2 separate regions of the Ovis aries genome follow, and region 1 is linked to region 2. Evidence: chromatin contacts called from public Hi-C data. All regions are on one chromosome and are shown on one strand. Each heading gives the region's core, a stretch centred on a gene start, on an enhancer-like site or on the middle of the called end of the contact. The rest is flanking DNA. Distances are from core to core; before and after follow the strand shown. Region 1 overlaps STK10 (serine/threonine kinase 10). Region 2 overlaps STK10 (serine/threonine kinase 10).

What was found. Hi-C and Micro-C count contacts between places; a contact is called where the count stands out from the background.
Region 1: a Hi-C map of liver shows a contact between it and region 2, with 1.7 times the contacts expected there. The contact joins two enhancer-like sites. A contact is called at or near these places in 3 of 16 Hi-C or Micro-C datasets (liver, mixed tissues and muscle).

The regions. Positions count from the first base shown.
Region 1 is chr16:4,066,719-4,072,424 of ARS-UI_Ramb_v3.0, reverse strand. All of the region lies in intron 4 of STK10 (serine/threonine kinase 10), which reads left to right. Among named protein-coding and RNA genes, the nearest start is that of STK10, 73 kb to the left of the region's middle. Within about 2 kb of position 4,029, at least 9 of the 54 cell types and tissues checked have an H3K27ac peak or open chromatin away from gene starts, as enhancers often do. A contact at or near this core is called in liver, where this site is marked.
Region 2 is chr16:4,019,544-4,025,891 of ARS-UI_Ramb_v3.0, reverse strand. It overlaps STK10 (serine/threonine kinase 10), which reads left to right. Exons shown (of 19, transcript XM_015101234.3): 15 at 224-348; 16 at 2,377-2,565; 17 at 3,059-3,184; 18 at 5,783-5,896. It overlaps LOC105602450 (a long non-coding RNA gene), which reads right to left. Exons shown (of 3, transcript XR_009596741.1): 3 at 4,818-6,348. Among named protein-coding and RNA genes, the nearest start is that of FBXW11, 46 kb to the right of the region's middle. Within about 2 kb of position 4,086, at least 11 of the 54 cell types and tissues checked have an H3K27ac peak or open chromatin away from gene starts, as enhancers often do. A contact at or near this core is called in liver, where this site is marked.

The DNA.
Region 1 (5,706 bases), core at 2,780-5,279, 47 kb before region 2:
ATTACTTTAACAGATATGACCTCATTTACTAGATGAAGAAAATGAGGCTCAGAAACATGAAATAGTTTGTCCCAAATCGCCGTAGAATCTTTTCACTTCCCTGCTTGGTACTGTTTCCGTGATATTCCTAGGAAGACAGATGTTCTGGTAGTTATTATGAGAGAGATTTTGGGTTATTGGTAGAAGCCTCCTTCCTTTGAACCCGGGCATGCCTCTGGCTGCCCTGATCCAGAGGAAGGAGGCCCCTGGGCTCCCAGGGCTGGGTGGGTGGGAGCCTTTGATTCTCCCATCCCCACCCCAGTTTCAGCAGGTCCTAAACCCTCAGAGAGGCTTCACTGTTCTGTCTGCACTGCGAGGCCTGTGGCTAGTGTTTGCCTGCAGGGTCACTGCCAGCGTTTTCGATGGGACAGTTTTTGCCAAGTAAGGAAGGGCAGCATCCCTGGCTCCTGCTCACGGCAGCAGTTCTTCGTTGTGGCAACCTGACTGCCCATTTATTTCCAGATGCTTCCTGGGGCAGGTGGCACCACCCTGGGTTGAGGCCTACCGGGAAGGCTCTCAGGTGAGCCCTGACCAAGCTGGACTGTGGGCCCCCTGGACGTGGGGCAGAGGGTCCAGGAGACGAGGACTGCTGGGCAGCGGTTGGCCCTAGCTGGCCTGGCGTTGTCTGGGAAAAAGTTGCTCTTATATTGGATTCTTGTGGTCGCCTGCAGTTAAGGGGACAGATGAGAGAGTCTCCTATATAACTTCATGCTGTTCACTGCCTCTCTGTGTGTGCACAGAGTGTGATATGCAATGCATTTATACTGTTATGTAGTTTTCTGATTATAAAAGCTATGTGTGCTGTTTACACATGTATAGAAAGATACGTACAGTGCTTTTCACTGCAGCAATATCAGTAACAGCAAGAAATCAGACATGGTCCAGTTTACTCCGGTAGAGGATTACTTGAGTAAGTTATGGTATGTCATACAGTAGAATCTTTTTCAGTTATAGAAAATGAAGTTGTAGAAAATGATAGTCTTTTGTTAAGATGTATGTACATACTGTGAAAGGGAAAAAACAAGTTGTAAAATAGTATGTTTAATCCGATTTTGTTCTTTTAAAAGCAGCAAATACCTGAACATTTTATATATGTCTATATATGTGCTTACTCAGTTGTGTACGACTCTCTGCGACCCCAAGGACTGCAGCCCACCAGGCTCCTCTGTCCATGGGATTCTCCAGGCAAGAATACTGGAGCGGGTTGCCATTTCCTTCTCCAATGTGTGTGTATATATACATACACATATATGTAAGGGCTTCCCTGGTAGCTCAGTGGGATGCAGGAGACCCAGGTCCAATCCCTGAGTTGGGAAGATCCTCTGGAGGAGGGCATGGCAACCCACTCTAGTATTCTTGCCTGGAGAATTCCATGAACAGAGGAGCCTGGTGGGCTACAGTCCATAGGACTGCAAAGAGTCAGACAGGACTGAAGCGACTATACAGCAGCGTGTGTGTGTGCGTGTGTGCGTGTGTGTGCATGTGTGTGTGTACACACACACACACATAATTTTTTATGATTTTATTTACATACGTGATTTTTATTTATATCAATAAGTCTAGAGCTAGATGCAACAATTTCGTGAGTGTTTATCACTGCCAGGATTATGGACATTTTTTATTCTGTAAATGTCTGAATCTTTGATAGTCAACCTTGCCCTGGTAATAAGTAAATATATTTATGAATGACTATATGACTCGATGGACGTGAGTCTGAGTGAACCCCGGGAGCTGGTGATGGACAGGGAGGCCTGGCGTGCTGCGATTCATGGGGTCACAAAGCGTCGGACACGACTGAGCGACTGAACTGAACTAAACTGATGTAGGTAGATACAGTCCTATAGCCAATTAGGAATAAGACCCACAAAGAAGGAAATTAAAGTCCCTTCTGATCTTGCCGGAATGTGCGACTGTCAGCTTCCTTCCGTCTTTTTTCTGTGCTCAGAAAGGTGGGACCGGAGAGTGGTAAGGGACACAGACTCAGTGACACATCTGTCCTTAAGCTGGGCGGCCATCCGCCAGTTACTGAATCTCTCTAAACTTCATTGTCCTCACCTGTAAAATGAGGATGATAATTTCCCCTGCCCCAAAGGGTCACAGATACAGATGATAAATATATAGTAACATATATGCTGATAAATGATAAGGTAAGAGCAAGGTAAATGATACGCATAAGCCTCTTTGGCTAGTGCTGCACACCCAGTAAGTTGTCAGTAAATAGTAGTTTTTATTAGATCAACAGGTAGTTTTTTTTTTTTAAGTGTGATCATGGTATATATACATATGTATATAATATATATTTTCCAGTCAGCTTTTTAAAAAAATTGAATAATGTCAGATAACCCCTCAAATCGTTAGATATTCCTTAGAAAGATGGTTACTTCACGTTTTTCTTTCATCCCATTGCTGTGCAAACCATGATTAACTTATGAATCCCCCAAAGTTGGCTATTCAGGCATCCCGTGAGGTTTCTCGCACGACCCTGAGCAGTGTGGTGATGGGCGTGCCTGTGTACGTGTCTGTGACTCTCAGGCTGTAAGCGCACCGCTTAGAGGGCTGCTCAGAAGCAGGGCTGTTGGGTGTGTGCAGTGTGTCAGGCGGTGTTGATACCTGAGGCCAGAGTGCCCTTCATGCTGGATGCGCCAGTTCACACCCCCAGCAGAGTGTGAAGTTCTTTCACCGCATCCTGGCCCCCACTGGGTTTTACTTAAAAACAAAAACAAGCCCCCCCAACTTACCACATGTATTTCAGCTTTTCCAACCATAAAAGCAATGCATACTGTCTATGAAGTGTACACAGTAAAAAATGTGAGGCCGCCCCAGTACACTGCCCCCACCAAAGTCCCACTTCCGGGCAGGTGGTCACGACTAGGTTTGATGGCCTCCAGTCCGTTTTCCGTGTTTATGGACGTCTGTGTGTTCACAGTGTGCACGCGCCGTTCTTCTTAAGATGTAACTGGAATCCACACTGTCCACTTCACACTGTGCATTGGGCTGTCGGCACCATGGAGGGAATAGCATGTTATGGACCAGCTTCCAAAGTAGCACAAAGGCACGCTCATCCTTTTTACGAACTGTGTGATTTCATGGTCTGCTGCTGCTGCTGCTAAGTCACTTCAGTCGTGTCCGACTCTGTGCAGCCCCATAGACGGCAGCCCACCAGGCTCCCCCATCCCTGGGACTCTCCAGGCAAGAACACTGGAGTGGGTTGCCATTTCCTTCTTCAGTGAATGAAAGTGAAAAGTGAAAGTGAAGTCGCTTAGTCATGTCCGACTCTGTGTGACCCCATGGACTGCAGCCCACCAGGCTCCTCCGCCCGTGGTCTGAGAGCCTCGATTTCCCGAACTATCCGCCAGTCAGGTTTCAGCAGCAGCTCGGGTCATTTCCAGTGTCTCGCTCTTTTGAATAATGCTTTCGAAGCTTCCATGTGTATTTGAAGTCTGGTTTGGGAGTTTACTTCCAGAAGTAGAGTTGTCGTCAAACGTGTTTCTTTTTCCGTTGTTTTTGGCTGCAGCATACAGGGAGCATGGAGTCTTCACCCCTGGACTGGTGGGGAAGGCCCGAAAACACATGTCTTAAGGCCCAGTTTTGTCGTTTTTTTTTCTGTTTCTTCATTTACCTTGTTGTTCATTTGATAGCCCTGTTGAGTGTTTCGCGTGGCAGATGTGGCATCAGGTACAGCTGTGGACAAAGCAGAAATGGCCTCTTTCCTTATGGAAGTGATAGTTTATAGAGTCCCCACGTGCCTGCTGCTTTGTCTCTGATTCTGGTTTTAAAATAGGAGAAGGGGAGAGAGGAATGTTTTCAACCACAGAGACTGCCTGGTGAAAATCCCCTTTGAACTGTTCGAGGGCAGCTGTCTACCTGTCAGGGGACATGGCTTATAAATTCCATTCAGGGAGCAAACAGATGGGGCCACCCCTACCCCTGCCTTGGCTCAGGGACAGCCCGAGGTTCCTGGGCTTCAGGGAGGGGCCGCCCCCGCCCCGGCTGGGCCCCAGAAGGGGAAGTAGCAACCACCCAAGAAGCTGGCAGGCGCTTGTTTTAGGGAGGACCCTGGGGACCAACTGTGTGTCATTTTGAAAGTCAGTGGTTTCTGCTTTTCCACCCCCTTCTTTGGAAGGGACCAGTGGGTGCTGAGATATGGGAGTGGCCAGCTCCAGTGTCCCTCCTGGAAGCCTCACCCTGGGTCTGAGAGGCAGTCCCTCTTCCCCAAAGGTGTCCTGGGATGGCATGTCAGCCGTTGTTGGTGTTTATATGCGGAGCCAGGCCCACGTGGGTGCCTGTCCTCACCCCTGAGTCCAGAGGGGTGGTGACGTGTCCAGGCCAACAGGGCAGAGCTGGCCCTTCACCTCGGTTTCCTGGGTTTTGCATCTCACCCTGTAGCTGCTGCTGCTCCCACCCTGAAAAGCAGCAGCTCTCCAGCCCCAGTAGCCAGCCTGTCCCGTGAGCACTTCCCTCAGCTGACCGAGTAGCTCTTGTCCGGTTAGCGCTAACTAAGGCTCAGAGGCCAGCAGTCCTGACCATTCCCAGGAGGAGGTCTCAGTATAGCCTTGGCCTCATCCCCGCCTCAGACTCTCGGGAGTACAGCTCAAGTACCCCATGGAATACATTATGGAGCACTTACCGCGAGCTGGGCTTGGAGCTGAGTGCCTTAGGTGAGCCGTTTCATCCTCACGGCAGCCCTGCAAAGTGAGGGCTACAGTCTTGCCCTGTGTCACTGGTGGGGGGGACACGGAGGCTCAGAGGCTTGGTAACTGTCCCGGCCCCTGCCTGTCTCTCCCCTTATCTAAGACCACCCCTTCCAAACATGCTGCTCTGCCCCTCCTGGGCCCTCCAGCCAGCTTGTTTCCTCTGCCTGGAAATATGGTCCCCTAGCCCTTGACCTCCTGTCTAAACTAGCCGCACACTCACCAGTCCTGTCTCTGCCTTATCCCTGCATGGCCCTTCTCATTGCCAGGAGTCCCCTGGTGTGGAGGGCCTGTTTCCACCACTAGAGAAACAGGCCAGTGAGGGTGAAGGTTTTGTTTCCTCTCTGTGCCTAGAACAGTGCCTGGCACATAATAGATGTTCAGTTAGTATTTGTTGAATGAATGAATTGCCTGGAAATGAAAAAAATTTTTATGAATTTGAGTTTTTATTTGTGTGTTTCACTGTAGCGCTGTGACAACAGTGACATCTGTATACCAGAGCGCACACATCAACAGTAAGATGTAACGTCTCATGGCAGCACTGCTGGAATGTTCCGCTTTTTGTAGGACGCGTAAGCGTGTAAGATGGCCAGACCGAATAGTTTTCTGGCTTCTTCCTTAGCTGGACTTCCCCCAGGCCCCCCCTTCCTTGTCTCTTGAGCCCCGCACCCCCGTCTCCCCATCACGTCACACGATTGTGAACAGACACAGCTGGTGTTCATGGGATGGCTGGCTGCCTCCACCACTGAAGTTCGAGTTGCCAGAGGGCACGGACTTGGTTTGCTTTCTCCCCGCTGTATTCTCTGCTCCAGCTCGCGGGTGGTTCCAGATGGAACTTAAATGCACAGGTGAAAGAACCCAGCGACACAGAAGGGGCGAAACTGGAGCCCCGTGCTCTAGGGTTCAGGCCTGTCGCTCCACGCCGTGCCCGCTCCTGGTTTGAAATTGTGAGTCTGAGTGAAACGGCCGAGCATGG
Region 2 (6,348 bases), core at 2,837-5,336:
TCTGGCTCCTGACGCCCTGACACTCCAAACACTTCCTGCTGTATGCTGCAGGGAGCTCTCACCCGAGGTGCTGGGGAAATTCCTAGCTGGTGGCTCAGCCAACATAGGCTGATGAGGCGGCGCCATCGCCAGCTGCGGTGTGACGAGAGCAGGCTCGGGAGTGGAGGGGAGGGCCTGGGGGCTCTGGCCATCCGCACCTCACTGGGTGCTGTGTCCGCTGCAGACCGGGAGGCGGCGCTGTGGGAGATGGAGGAGCATCACCTGCAGGAGAGGCACCAGCTGGTGAAGCAGCAGCTCAAAGACCAGTACTTCCTCCAGCGGCACGAGCTGCTGCGCAAGCATGAGAAGGTGAGGCTGCGAGCCCGCGCTTCCCGGGCTGCCCCTGGGGGCCGGGAGGCTGCCCCTGGGGGCCGGGAGGCCACCCCGCGCATCTCGGAGAGGAGCCGGCTGGCCACAGGGAGGCTCGAGAGGTTCTCGGCGATGTCCTGCCTCAGATCCAGGGGCCAGGAGTCATGGAAGCGCCCTCCCTGACCCTGGCGCCTGACGTGTATGTCTCACTTTTCCCCCGTTTTTCCTTTCTTTCGTCCTGCCCTCCTTTCCACTTTCACTCTGTCTTTCCCATGCATTCTCTCAGAATACTTTTTACTTTCTTTGGTTATAATTGATTTACAATGTTGTGTTAATTTCTGCTGGACAGCAGAGTGACTCACACACATATAGACACACATACAGTCTTTTTTTATAGTCTTTTCCATTATGGTTTCTCCCAGGAGGTTGGATATAGATCCGTGTGCTGTACAGGAGGACCTTGCTGTTTATGCACTCTAAATGTAATAGTTTGCATCTGCTAACCCCCAAACCCCAGTCAGTCCCTCTCCATCCCTCCCACCCCCACCCCCACTCTTGGCAGCTAGTCTGTTCTCTGAGTTTGTTTCTGTTTTGTAGGCAGGTTCATTTGTGCCATTATTTTAGATTCCGCATGCAAGTGATATCATTTGCTATTTGTCTCTCCACTTAGTATGGTCATCTCTAGGTCTGTCCATGCTGCTGCAAAAGGCATTACTTCGTGTTTTTATGGCTGAGTAGTAGTCCACTGGATACGTGTGCACATCTTTATCCGTTCCTCTGCCAGTGGACATTTAGGTTGCTTCTGTGTCTTCACTATTATAAAGAATGCTGCTGTGAACATAGGGGTGCATGTATCTTTTTGAATTACAGTTTGTCTCCCGAAGAGTGGGATTGATGGATCATATGGTAGCTCTTAGTTTTTTGAGGAACTTCCATACTGTTCTCCATAGTGGCTATACTGACTTACATTCCCACCGACAGTGTAGGGCTGTTCCCTTTCCTCCACACCCTCTCTAGCATTAGTTATTTGTAGACATTTTAATGATGGCCATTCTGACAAATGTGAGGTAGTACCTCATTGTAGTTTTGATTTGCATTGTTGAAGATTGTAGGTGTGTAGGTTTATTTCTGGGCTTTAGTCTGTTCCATTGATGCATATATCTGTTTTTGTACCAATACCACACTGTCCTTTTTATTTTTTGGATAGACTTCTTTTTATTTATTTTATTGTTTATCTCACAGCCTGTGGGATCTTAGTTTCCTGACCAAGGATCAAACTGGGCCCTTGGCAGTGAAATCTCAGGAGTCCTAACCACTGGACTGCCATAGATTTCCCAGTACCACACAGTTTTTATTACTGTAGCTTTCTACTATTGTCTGAAGTCTTTCAAAATACATTTAAGTCTCAACTTAAATACTGCTTCTGCCAGGAAGCTTTCCCTAACCTCCCCAGCCCAGAGAAGGGCCCCTTCTGTGTGGCTAGAGCACTCTACTTCTGTGCAGTTGTCTTGGTTCAGTCCCTTTAGTGGGGGCAGAGACAGGTTGAACTGAGATCTGGTGTGGGTTATTACAACTCCTAACCTAAGTACAGTGTTGGAAGTCAGCCCAAGGCTGTGGCAGTTTGGAATAAACATGCCCTACCTGGCTAGAAAGTCAGGGGAGGCTTCTTAGAAGAAGTGATGCCTGTGCTAAGTTTTGAAATACAAGTGTTAGGTGAAGGAAAATATTCAAATTTATCAAGACTTTAAAAAATATGAATTGACACCTATCAATAATGAGGAACCATCCCATTAATGTACATTTTGCTCTGAGATAATAGCTCAGGATAGCATGCTACCAATTGGTTAAATGAGAAGGCATTCAGAAGGTAAGACTCTAAAACATTATTGATGGTAATGCGAGCCTTGTTCTGAGCATTCTGAACCACGCGGGTCCTGGGCTCCTGAGTGGCGCGTGGCAGCCCTGACCTCTGATTTCACCTGTGTGTGTGAAGCAGCTGACCTTGTCCCCTCTGGGTGTCCCTCTCAGGAGCGCGAGCAGATGCAGCGCTACAACCAGCGCATGATTGAGCAGCTGAAGGTGCGGCAGCAGCAGGAGAAGGCGCGGCTGCCCAAGATTCAGAGAAGTGAGGGCAAGACGCGCATGGCCATGTACAAGAAGAGCCTCCACATCAACGGAGGGGGCAGCGCCGCTGAGCAGCGCGAGAAGATCAAGCAGGTCGGGGGCCTGGGGTGTCATGGAGTGGGGCCCGACCCAGGTGTGGTGGGGCCTGAATCTTACACATTCAGGGGAGTGTGAGATGGAGCAGAGTCTTGGAAAGAGGAGTGGAATGGAAGCCTCACGCTGACGCCCTCTGGTGGACAGGAAGGAGGCTTGGCGCTGCTTTCTGATGCACGCTCCCTGCCACACTCCTGGGCTTCCGTCCTGCAGCTGCTTCCACCTTTTCATCTACTGAGACCCCCACTCACAAGTCACCCAGGGGGCTCGGGCACATGGAGTCGGTGACCCTGGACTCCTGTGATTCCTGCCTCCTCCACACACTGTCCTAGCGCGTCTCAGTGTCCCCGCCAGTCTGTGGGCTCCTTGAAGGCGGGGCTGGGAGGACTTTGCACAGGGACCCTGCCTGAGTGGCGCAGGACACTGCCTGTGTACACTCTGGCCCCTTGGGGCGTCTCCCTGAGGGAGGGACCTCGCTTGTTCTCGGTTGCAGTTCTCCCAGCAGGAAGAGAAGAGGCAGAAGGCAGAGCGGCTGCAGCAGCAGCAGAAACATGAGAACCAGATGCGGGACATGCTGGCCCAGTGTGAGAGCAACATGAGTGAGCTGCAGCAGCTGCAGGTACCGCCCCCTGCCCCGCCGTGCTCGCCCCCATCTCCCCGGGGGCACGCAGTTCTCTGGGGGTCTTGGGACCCGACAGACAGGGGAGCTCCAGGTGGAGCTGTCTCCATCCTGCTGTTCTCTGTGATGTCGGTCACATCATGTCCCCCTCCCGTGCCATAGTTTCCACATCTCTAAAATAGGTGTGGGGCAAGGGTGATGACTCCTATTTGTAGAACTGGAGTGAGGCTTTGTGAATGAGATGGCAGAGCTGAGCCAAGAGCGCTATGCCCAGGGCCTGGCAGTGGGCATGATGCTGGCCTGCTTGGTCATCCCTGTGTCTTTGGAAAAGGTGTTCCAATAACCCTAATACCAAAACCAGACATTACAAGGAGGAAAACTACAGATCAGTATCTCTCATGAGCACAGATGCACAAATCCCCGATGAAATGTTAGCAAACAGAATTTAAAAATACATAAAATGAAGTATATACCATGACCAGGTGGGATTTACCCCCCAGGGTTGGTGCAGTATACAAAAATGAGTTAATGTAATCCATGACATCAGCAGGCTAAAGAAGAAAAATCACATGTTCATATCATCAGTAGATACAGAAAACGCATTTGACAGAGGCTGACACCTGCTTATGTTAATTAGCAGAAGGGAACTTCCTTAACTTGATAAAGAGTATCTACAGAAACCTACAGCTACCATTATTCTTGATGGTAAGAAGCTCAAAATTTTCCCATAAAGTCAGGAAAAGGAATCCCGATATTGCCAAGCTGGTGTGACCCCCTTCCCTGGGGAGATCCTTGACCTCTTTAAGTTTCTCAAATCCCAATCGAGTTTGCCTCACCCTAAGGGCCCTTGCCGAGGAGTTGGTAGTTGGAGCCCCCTTGTGGTGGAGCGAAGCATTGCTCTACCTGACATGCACTGACGCTCGCGTCTGTGACCTCAGGAAACTCTCGAGGCTGTGAGATCCACCCGGCAATTTCTCGAAGGGCAGAGGGCTGTGGAGGAAACACCGCAGGTGTTGAAGCCTGGCAGGCAGGGGCTCTGCTGCTTGTTGCTGTGTGAGCTTTAGCCAGCCCACTCACCTTCTGTATTTATGTTCCCACCCCTGCCTCATGGGGTTACTGTGAGGACCAACTGAGAGAAGCTGTAGAGAGCTCGCAGCCAGCTCTGGGCAGGCCGGAAGTTCTCAAGGCGGCCATGAGTATTGTTCCCAACCAAGGCGGTTTCTAAATTCCTAGAACCCTTGAGCTTGAAACCCCAGGTAAAAGTCCCCCAAGCAGTTCTACTCCCCCAGTCCAGGACGGTGGAGGTGTCTGGATAAAGGCGCTTTCCCCCTGCTTTATAAACGCACGATAAGCTGCAGGAGTGATTCTCTGTGAGGAACCAACAGGGAACTGTCCCTGCTGTCCCTGCGGGAGGCTCCAGGTTCAGTTTTGTGAGGCAGATAACTTGCCTCATAGAGAGAGCAGTGATGTTGGCAAGCCTCAGGCAGGTCCACGGCCCTTATCCCTTGTCACAGATCTCTCCTGGAGGGATGGTATGTGACACAGAAAATTATATAACTTACATAGATACAAAATGTTTATACATACAGATTATCTCATCTCACGCTGCCATAACAAAACACCAGAGACCGGCTGGCTTAAACAACAGGAGTTTATTTTCTGACAGTTTTGGAGCCTGGGAACCAGAGATCAGCCTTGCCAGCATGGTTGGGTTCCAGGGGAGTGGATGCCTTCTTGCTGTGTCCTCACGTGGCAGAGAGACAGGAGAGAGAAGGGGGGAGAGAGGAGAGGGGAACGGAGGGATGGAGACAGGGACGGAGCACTCTAGCATGTGAGCTCCCTGGTTTCTTCCTGACTCACCCCGGCGTGAGGGCCCAATCCTCCTGGTCTCACTAAACTCCTTCTCTCCCAAAGGCCCCATATCTCCAAATACCATCACACTGGACATTACAGATTCAACATAATGAATTTTAGGGAGAAACAATTCAGTATACAGCACAGATGTTTAAGAAAATGCTATTTGTAACAGTGAAGATTAAGAGCAACCCAAGCTGGCCAAAAATACGGAAATGTTTAAATTAGATAAAGCCATACCGTAAGATACTCCGTAGGAATTAAACATCATGATTATAAAAAATGTTAATTCTTTGTAGAACTGTTTACATTATAATGTAAACAGGAAGGCAGGTTTCAGAATTTTATATACAGGGTGGGCCAAACAACACACAGGACAGAGCCTGACAGGAAATATATCTAAAATCCTGTAGTGTTTGCCTCTGTGTGGTACAATTAGGGCACATATTTACTGTTAATGGTTTTATTGTTTTGTTAAAACAACATCTGTTCATGTTGAAAAATTCAAACAATGCAGGAAGCACAAAGAAAGCTGCGAAACTGCTAGAGGTCCTATTACACAATGAAACCTATTAATGGTAATATTCTGGAGTATTCTTCCAGGCTCCTTTTGGTGCATCTGTATTCATCTGTGTAGAGTTTTGTATAAGTGGGGCTTATAATCAAGAAGACCTAAGTGCACGATGCTGGTGCCTCATGGTGTGTCTTAGCCCTCTTACCTGTCCTGCCTGGAATATGTTCCAGAATGAAAAGTGTCACCTCCTGATAGAGCACGAAGCCCAGAAGCTGAAGGCCCTGGACGAGAGCCATAACCAGAACCTGAAGGAATGGCGGGACAAGCTCCGGCCGCGCAAAAAGGTAGCCGAGTCTGGGCCGGCGGGCCTGTGGAGGGCTCTGCTTCACTGGACCACCGGTGTCTGCCTAGGATGCGGGTGGAGATACAGATATGGATGAGATACAGACTTGAGGGTTTATTTTAAGGAACTGGCTCACCTGATGGTTGGGGCGGGTCAGTCTGAAACCTGCTGGGCAGACTGCAGGCTGGGGAGCCAGAGAGAGTTGATGTTGTGGTCCTGAGCACCAGGGCAGTCCAGAGGTGTAGTCCTCTCCACAGTGGGGCTTCAGGCTTGCCTCTTAAGGCCTGCAGCTGACTGACTGAGGCCCACCCATATTATGGCAGGTAAGCTGCTCTATTCAGAGTCTACTGAGTTACCTGTTAATCACATCTAAAAAATTCCTTCACAGTGCCACCTGGACTGGTGTTTGACCAAACAGCTGGTTACTGTGGCTTTGCCAGGTTGACAGATAAA